3 separate regions of the Rattus norvegicus genome follow, and all the other regions are linked to region 1. A link is a contact called in public Hi-C data. All regions are on one chromosome and are shown on one strand. Each heading gives the region's core, a stretch centred on a gene start, on an enhancer-like site or on the middle of the called end of the contact. The rest is flanking DNA. Distances are from core to core; before and after follow the strand shown.

Region 1 (3,208 bases), core at 225-2,724:
GAAATTTTTACAAAATCCTTTAATGCTTGTAAAGTTAGAAAAATGTGTTATTTATCTTAAGGTGGAGATTGACTACTTACATAGGTAGCCATCATTGGGCACGTGGAGGTTATAAAGTGTGTTAATTACTTTTACATATTTGCAACCAGATACTCGACAGCTTAAAGGAGGAATGACTTATTTTGGCTCATGGTTTCAGAGGGTTTCAGTCAACCATGGCAGCAAAGGCATGACTGCTATCCTGAGCCTTTTATGCCTCACATTGAGGCCAACCAGAGACCCCAAGTGAGTATGACCTTCCTACTGAACTATTTCCACTAACCAGGTCCCACCTTCTAAAGGCTCCACAGCCTTTCAGGATACCACCTACAAGCCTGGAGCTGAGTGGTGAGAGCATTAGCCTGCAAGAGACAGTTCCGATTCAAAACATGACTCTCACTGTTGTGAGCTTTAAATCATGGATCCCAGGGATTTGCACTCACAAGTCAGAATGATGTAATCAGTAGTAGCTTTCCATTTCTTATTAGAAAAATAACATTCTGTTTGTGCCATTCCTGCTAATTTTATCTTATTTACTGTCACATACACTATCTTTTTGCTTTAACGTTGTTATCGGTCATTTGTTCCAGTTACCCACCTGTTGTCAGAGGTGCAGTGGGTGAGAGAGCTGCTCGATCTGACTGGGCTTCTGCAGCACTGGCGTTGGCTTGATGAAGCAGAGGCTTTGCTAACTAGATTCAGAGCCAGCACTGGGTTGCCCTTAGGTTGATTTCACAACCTCTGGTTTCTGCAGAGAAGGTAGCTGGCGAGGAGACTCTGCCTTCTGCCTTCAGTAATTGGTGCAGGCCTCCCCCCCCCCCCTTGGTGGTTTGTATTAATTGGATGAGGCGAATTATAAGATTTACATTTTACATTATATAACCTGAAATTCTTCCAAACAAAGTGACTGGGAATTTTCCTAGAAAATAATCAAATTATTGCTAAAGTTGTTTCAGCCCTAGGGCATGAATAACACATGTCTTTTGTAATTCCTGTTTAAAGAATTTAGTCTGAGAAGGAACTCAGCTATTTTTTGGTTTTGGTTCTTACGCTGTGTCATATTGTGATTAGTTCTGTTACTTTCTAACCTTTCTTTTGAGCTTTTACTCATTTCTAAGTGAATGGAGAGTATAATGTCCAGTGCCTGGGGAGATCCAAGAGATCTGTTCTTCTCCATGTCTCACAGCGTGTGTGTGTGTGTGTGTGTGTGTGTGTGTGTGTGTGTGTGTGTGTGATGCAGTTTTCATTTTTCCCTGAATTAACTTAAGTGATTTGGCAATCTGTTTTTTTCCCATAGCAATAATGTGTAATGTGAGAAAACTGCTCTTTGTTTTTAAAATCATTTTTTTGGGTACTACAGTTTTTCCTTCACTGCTAAGTAAAAACCCGAAGGGATTGTCAAGTACAGACTGGACAGCTCAGGTTTAAAGGGTTTGGTGACTCACACTACAGGGCTTTCCTGCTGCAGAAGCGGCTTTCTTGGCAGCAGTAGATGGAGCCGAGGACGTGCAGCTGGTTTCATTTTGGAGAAGTTTAGTTCTTGAGGTGGTCATGAATTTATCACGGGGAGAAAAATGATAGTCTCAGCACCTTCTGAACTTTAAGTTTTCAGAAAGAATCTTTCTCATATTTGACCCTTTGTGAACAGAGATTAAAGACAGAAAATATCTGTTCACAGAGAATCTATAAAATCCTCTCTTAATATCAAACTCGTTGTCACTTCTAGGCACATTTCTTTTGTCTGTATGTGTGTGTATGTATGTGTATGCACATACTTGTGAGCTTATGCACATATGTGTAACTACAATGACATTTAAGGCACATTTTGTGTGTGGGGTGTGTGTGTGTGTGTGTGTGTGCGTGCGCACACAGGTACAAGGTCATTCCTGGTTAGCTCTCTCTGCCTTGTGCTTGTGAACTGGGATTAAGCTCTGAGCTACTGCTCCAGTGTTTTATGTGTATGAAGTCCAAAGGCCAACTGTGCTGTCATTGCTCAGGAGCTGTCCACGTTGTTTCTTGAGATAGACTTTAAGGCCTGGAGCTGGCTGATAGGGACTAGGCAGGGATCTGCCTGTCTTTGCTTCCCCATCACTGGAATCACAAGCAAGCACTGTCACACTCAGCTTTTTTCAGGGGTTCCAAGGCTTGAACTCAGACCTTGTGTTTGCAGGACAAGCACTTTATTGACTGAGCCATCTTTTTAGCCCCTTCACCACAGTTTGAAAGCACACGGATTGCAATTGCTTAGTCATTTGCAAATGGCAAACTGAATCCTGGGTAAGTTCTGCTACCTCCTTAATTGGTTAGCATACTCAGTGATGTCTGAGTATTTCTGCAAATGTTACCTTGCTGTAGCTATTACTAAGCTTCATTTGCTATTTCTGTGTGTCTTAACACAGGTAGTTATCATTTGGTTTACTTTCCCTTCATCTCCCCCAAAACATTTTAAGGGTTAATTAGGTCATTCTATTTTAATGTTATGGGTTAAAGGCCTTTGGAATTCTAAAATACAGAAGTTATTTAAAAGTTCGGGCACTGGTGATATGACTCAGTTGTTAAAATCGTGTACTGCCCTTGCAGAGGACCCATGGTTGGTTTCCAGCACTTGTGTCAGGCAGCTCACAGCCATGTATAATTCTGATGCCCTCTGGCCTCTGTGGGCACCTACACATACGTGGTATATATAAACTCATGCAGGTTTCGGTGATGTGAATGAGAATAGCTTTCATTCTCAATAGGCACAAATATTTGAATGGTTCCCAGTTGATAGAACTGTTTGGGAAGGATTGGGATGAATTGCCTCATGAGCCCATGATGTGACACTGGGGGCAGGCATTGAAGTTATAAAAGCCCATGCCATTCCCAGCATTTCTGTGCTTTGTGCTTATGGACCAGGATGTAACCTCTGAGCTACTGCTTCAGAGTCATGCTTGCCTATTGCCATGCTCCCCTCCACTCTCTGAATTGTAAGTGTAATAAACTCTGTCTTCTATTAAGTTGCCGTGGTCATAGAGTTTCTGCACAGTAATGGAAAGTAATTAAGACAGAGTTAGTACTAGGAATGGGGTCCTGCCCTGAGTGTAGCACTCATTTTATTCTATTTAACATGAGGCCTTTCTCTAAACTTCTCATATCTTTGAGTATAAGACCTGGCTCCAACATTAAATTG
Region 2 (3,126 bases), core at 315-2,814, 45 kb before region 1:
GATAGTTTGGTGTCAAGCAGGGCCCCTGTAATCCTCTTAAAAATTGAGGAGTCCAAAGAACTTTTGTTGGTTCGTGCGTGCGTGCGTGCGTGCGTGCGTGCGTGTGTGTGTGTGTGTGTGTGTGTGTGTGTGAGTGTGTGTGTGTGTGTGTTGGGGCTGTTGGTACTTCTTAACATATTTTAAATTAAAATTGAAAGTGAAGCAGAGATGAGACAGCCTTCTGACCTTCTGATAAGGTAAAGCTCCTGGTGCCTTTAGCCACTCCTTCCTTTAGCCACTCCTTCCTTTAGCCACTCCTTCCTTTAGCCACTCCTTCCACATGATCTGGACAGTAAACCCTTCTCTCACCTTGATCTGACTGGGTTTCTGCCACTTCCAGATAAAAGAGCATTGAACAATAAAGAATTAGTCTAGGGTAATAAATAATGAAGGCCTGAATTGAATACATCAAAGTGCTATTTTCTCCCCTCCTTTTGCCACCCATTAATTGAAAGCCTCCCGAGGAGCGATAAATTTAAACACAACTAACACCTACACTTCACAGCACCTTAGGAGTTTCAAAGTGCTTTCACACTCAGTATTTAATTTTCACTACAACCTATGAAGTAGTTTATTTTACATTCGTTTTACAGATGAGAAAACTAGATGTGTCAAGCCTGTGAGACTTCACACAGCTGTGAAGTGGCTTAGCTAAGACTAAATCCAAATCTAAATCTTTACATCTCTATGGCCAAAGTTCCCATCTCAGGTGACGCTATTTTATAAGCTGTAATAGCTGTACATAGTACAAGCCTTCCACATTCTCTTTCTCGTTTTTTTTTTGTTTTTTTTTTTTTTTTTTTTTTTTTTTTTTATTAAAGAATACATTCTCTTGCGGGCGCTATCTATGAAGCAGAGCCTCAAACACGATCATCGCCCTTGGCTGTGGCCTGTAGTTCAGAAGGCATGAGTGAGAATGAAATTAGCCCGCTAATATCACTCCTTGAGCTTTATGATTGAAGGGCTGTGGGAGGGAGCCTAGGAAATGGGCAGGAACTGGAGAAGCTGGGTAATACTTTGCAGATAATCCGCAGACTCCGTGAACCATTGCATCTCTAAAGAAAGCTTGCTTGCTCCGGGCTCAGGCGGGTAGACAGAAGAGCGAACGGCGGGACTTAGATTCCAAGGTCTTGGATTTGAAAGATGTCCACAAACAAAGAAACAGCAAAGTCAAGTTTCCGTGGCAAGAGTTTGAAATGAAGCGTCTTTCCCCTGTAAGGGTGGAAACTCCTATCGCACCATTCCACACCACTCAGATTTGTAATCCAGTGGGGGTTGTTCGGACAGTTCGGGCCAGGCACGCCCGCGGCTCTCCCAGCGTACTACAAATCCCATAAAGCCGCGCGCCGCGGAGGGTGATGACAAGGCGCGGGCAGATTGGCTGGAATGGGGAGGGGCGAGCCTGTCGCCCCCAAAAGGGGCGGGGCGAGAGGCGGGGCGGGGAGCGGGTGGCTTGGCGGACACGCCCCCTCGCCAGAGGCCCCCTCCGTGCCGCTTTCCACCGCCTCCTTGCTCTGGGCGGTCAGAGAGGGCCGGAGCGAGAAGATGGCGAAGACGTACGATTATCTGTTCAAGCTGCTGCTCATCGGCGACTCCGGCGTTGGCAAGACCTGCCTCCTGTTCCGCTTCTCAGAGGACGCCTTCAACACCACCTTTATCTCCACCATCGGTGAGGGAGCGGTCGCGGCCCGGGACGGGAACTGAGACGCAGGGGGCGGGTGCCTGGGGGCCTGGGAGAGGGCACGCGAGGGCTTGGCTCCCGGAGAAGGGGACCCCGAGGGGCGGTCGAGAAGGCAGGGCGAGCCGGTGAGGCTGAGAGGTACGGGTGGGGACGCGGAACTGCGGATGGACGAAAGGGAACCGGAGCAATTGGAAACCAGGGGTATTGGGGACACGAGGGGGCTCCGGGGCGGCGACGGAGGCGTCCCAGAGGGACAGAGTCGGGGGAACACAGGAAATAGTATGGAAAGAGAGAAGGAGGGGAGAGTGGATACGAACGCGGATTAGAAAGACAGGAAAGAGGAAGGAAATGTGAAGAGGGAAATGAAGGGTTGAGGACTTACGAGGGGCTTCAAATGAAGTAAAGGGACAGAGGACACTAGGGACAAGAGAAGTGAGACTAGGAGGCGGTCAGCAGGGAATTGAAGGGAATGAATGAATGGTCAGGAGGCAAGAGATGAAGCGGCATTGTCTATAAAGGTGTGAACAGAGATGCCAAGAGAAAATGCAGAAGAAAATTGTTGGTGGGAGAAGGGCTCAGGAGGACCCGAGGGCGACATGAGTCTACTTGATGGAGAAAGTGAAGGAGAGCTGAGTGCTAACTAGAAAGGAGAAGGGGAAGCAGCGGATGTAGTGCAGGGGTTGAGAGATCTGAGAGGAAATGGAAAACGCGGGGCTCAGGGCTTTCCCTAGAAACTGGGAACACCGGTTTCCATTTTCTCTTGACATCTTTGAATCAAGAAGATTTTAAAAGTGACTAATGATGGAATAATGTCTACGGAGTGTTAAAATCTTTTGAGAGTTAAGAGGAATTAAAGGGGCTGGGGACTTTGGGGGATGATGTATATTGTTCACCGTTTTACTCCGTATCTTGGGAAGCAGCAGTAAGTTTCTTAACTTTCAAAATTCTTGAGCTTGTGTAGTTAGTAACGTCCAAGCCAAATGATTGACTATAAATTCCGCCTGCCTCCCTGTGTAGTTTCTTTCGATTCTGATTACTTTGTAGGTGAATCATAACATCCTGTATATTTCCCAATAACTTCTAATTGATTCAAGAAAAAAAAATTCCACTCTTCACTGTGAGCTTTCCTTTTTTTTTTTTTTTTTTTTTTTTTTTTTTTTTTGGTTCTTTTTTTCGGAGCTGGGGACCGAACCCAGGGCCTTGCACTTCCTAGGTAAGCGCTCTACCACTGAGCTAAATCCCCAGCCCCGAGCTTTCCTTTTTATATCTGTAGTAAGACATTGTGTGCAGGTAAACAGGATCTTTAAGTTGTAAACTGAAAAGGACGTCAAAACTGATTTTAAACTTTCAGGAGAATGATGACCTTAACATTATTTCCTTTGTTTAAATAGCTTCAGTCAGGTGCC
Region 3 (2,842 bases), core at 90-2,589, 42 kb after region 1:
AATGAACAGTTATCAAAGAGGCTAGAAAGCCCAAGATAATTTGGCTCTGTATCTACAACATTTCAACTCTCTACAAACATGAAGTTGTAATTAGTCAGTATCAACCTTGTAGAATCTTTAACAGAGCAGTGTCTGTTTGTCTTGAAATTCAAATTCAGATATGGTTAGAGAATGCCTTTTAAAAAAACTTAATTTTTTGAAGATAAGGGGTTAGTGGCAAGGAAATCAGTTTGTCAGAACAATTAATCAGTATTTCATTCCTTTGCCATAGGGAATGGTTCCATCACCTGGGTCATATCAACCCAGTCTGGATTTTTACATAGGTTGGGAGCAAGCACATTCATGCAACTGTGCACCTAGGAAAAATACTTACTTTAAAAGGAACCGTGACCCTGTCCTGTTTACTTCAGTTGACCTTCAGCACAAAAGTGGGCTGGTGATCTCGCTTGACCACCTCACAGTTGCCCAGCACCAATAACAATGTATACCCATGGGCAAGAGTGCTGGGGCACATCTTCAAGTCTTCAGTGGGCCACATTTTGGAATAAGGATCTGCAGCGCTGGCAGGTCTGAGACTTGGTGTAGCTCATTGCCTCTCAGAGGTCTAGGTGCCCGCCGACTTTCATTGCTCCAAGAAACCTAGAGAAGAAACCTAGAAGGAACCCTTCCCATTCTTAGCACCCGGAGAGCTCTGATGGTCTGCCCAGCTCCTCAAGCCCCCAGTACACTGAACCCTTCCCGGCCGCGCCCCTGCTCTGACCGCTTGTGAAGCTCCTCGAGGTCCTGTCCCCTGCCCTGAACGCACACAGAGCCCCTAGAGGACCCCACCCCGGTTCTGACAGCACGTGGAGCTCCTCGAGAAACCGCTGCTCTGACAGCATACCAAGCTTCTCAATGTCCCTGCACAGGTTCTGACAGCGCTCTGAGCCCCTCAAGAAACGGCTTTCCGAACTCTGCACCGCCATTCGCGCTTTCAGCGCCTGGAGCACCTTCTGGAACTACCTCCCGAGCTCCGCCTGGACACCCCTCTACAATTGACAGTTGAGCACTACAAGCTCTATTTTTCGAGCTCCGTCCCTCTCCCAGTCCTGCCTTGCTGGGAAGAAGCTCAGCGACCCGCCTCCCGGACTCCACTCCGCCCCCTGCACGGACGTGCCTTGGAGCACCCCGAGGTCCTTGTTCACGATCTCCGCCCGGCCCTCTGCTCTGACAGGCAGTAGAGCACGTCCAGGCTGTGCCCTACATCGCCCCCAGGTTCTGATTGGCCGGAAAGTGCCTTGTGGCCCCGCCTCTCGTACGCCCCGCCCTCCGCTCGGAAAATCCCGGAGCATCTCGAGGCCCCGCCTCCTGGGCTCTGCTCCGCCCTCTTCTCTAATTGCGCTCGGAGCACCTGGCAGGCGTGTCCGGTCCCATATCCCGCTAAGACAGCGTCCCATGCACCTTGGATCCACCCGGGACTGACTTCTGCGGGTACCATGACAGCGCCCGTGTTCTTCGGTTGCGCCTTCATCGCCTTCGGGCCCGCGCTCGCTCTCTACCTCTTCACCATCGCCACCGACCCTTTGCGAGTCATCTTCCTCATCGCCGGGTGAGGTTGAGCGTCCTGGACGCCGCGTTTCCCTACCCCACCTGGGTTCCCACAACCTCGGGATCCCCATCTCCCAGTAGCTCCAGCTTGTGGGACCGTCCAAAGGCTGAGAGGAGGGGGAGGCCCTCAGGCTGAGCAGGTGTCCCTTGGCTTCTGTGGACTAAGATGGGAATAAGTAGATACATTCGTGTATGGAGCTTTAGTCTTTCCATAGGAATCTCTCATTTCACCCAGTGCTCAGCGGGCATCAAAGAGTCGTTCTCACTCTCTGCCTGGGGATCAGTTGTCCACCTCCTCAGCCCCCATTCTTGGACTCAGTGCCTGTGAGGGGTTTGGGCTCAGATTTTTCTTGTAGGCCCCTGGGTAATGGTAGGGGTGCAGCCAACGGTGGAAGCCTGAGAAAATGCTGCAACACCTGACCGGGCAGGTCCTTCTGCGAACTTAGTAAACATCAAACTCTGCTGGTGAATGTGTGTGGTCTTGGTCTCTTTGCACCTGCTGAGACAGTTTCTAGGACTTGGTATCAAGCCAGCTCACTAGCTAGGCCAGGGACTCCAGCCTTTCTGAGTGTCTTTTTTTGCCTGTACTAAATAGTGCTCCTTTGCTGTTGCCATTAAAAACCAAGAGTCTGCTGAACCCAAAACTTGCTGAACCCAAAACTTGCTGAACCCAAAGCAGGCTGTGTCCTTAAAGTCCACAGGAAGGTTGTAAGAACCAGACCTGGAAAGCAGTGGACCAAAGCACGGGTTTGCAACTTCTGGATTTTCCATGGTACACACAGTAAATATAGGTCTAGGTATTTGTTTTCCTTCAGAAAAGATACGTATCTTTACAGACATTTAAGCCATTAAATTCATATTTTCTAGTGAATATTGAGGATGTGAAAATCATAACGGCCACTGCTTGTATATTTCTATGGCACACCAATGAGGCAAAGCATCGCTTAGGAAAAATAGACAATAACCAACTTCCTCTTTGCCAGTCCTCGGCAGATAGTGTTCTAGTGTGCACACGACAGGATCACTGAACCAGTCTTGTGGGATGCATCTGACCTTCCTCTTGGACTATTTTTCTTGCTAGGAGAAAAATGAACCATTGATAAGCAAATTCTGATCCAGAACACCACTTCAAGGACTTCTTTCCTACTTAAAAAAAAAAAAAACAAGGTATTTGTTTTCTGTGCATTGCTAACTTGTGATCTTCTTTTTTTCTTATGTGTTCCAGTGCCTTCTTCTGGTTGGTGTCTCTGCTGCT

What was found. Hi-C and Micro-C count contacts between places; a contact is called where the count stands out from the background.
Region 2: a contact with region 1 is called in a Hi-C map of liver, with 1.9 times the contacts expected there. The contact joins the promoter of Rab8b here to the enhancer-like site in region 1. A contact is called at or near these places in 5 of 12 Hi-C or Micro-C datasets (the A7r5 cell line, frontal cortex, hepatocytes and 2 more).
Region 3: a contact with region 1 is called in a Hi-C map of liver, with 5 times the contacts expected there. The contact joins the promoter of Aph1b here to the enhancer-like site in region 1. A contact is called at or near these places in 2 of 12 Hi-C or Micro-C datasets (kidney and liver).

What each region holds. Positions count from the first base shown.
Region 1 is chr8:76,371,242-76,374,449 of GRCr8, reverse strand. The region is part of intron 1 of Rab8b (RAB8B, member RAS oncogene family); the gene reads left to right. Among named protein-coding and RNA genes, the nearest start is that of Aph1b, 41 kb to the right of the region's middle. Within about 2 kb of position 1,474, at least 12 of the 93 cell types and tissues checked have an H3K27ac peak or open chromatin away from gene starts, as enhancers often do. A contact at or near this core is called in the A7r5 cell line and liver, where this site is marked.
Region 2 is chr8:76,415,986-76,419,111 of GRCr8, reverse strand. Rab8b (RAB8B, member RAS oncogene family) reads left to right here and starts at 1,564. Exons shown (of 8, transcript NM_153317.3): 1 at 1,564-1,708. The coding sequence starts at 1,585.
Region 3 is chr8:76,329,925-76,332,766 of GRCr8, reverse strand. Aph1b (aph-1 homolog B, gamma secretase subunit) reads left to right here and starts at 1,339. Exons shown (of 6, transcript NM_001047090.2): 1 at 1,339-1,588; 2 at 2,813-2,842. The coding sequence starts at 1,476.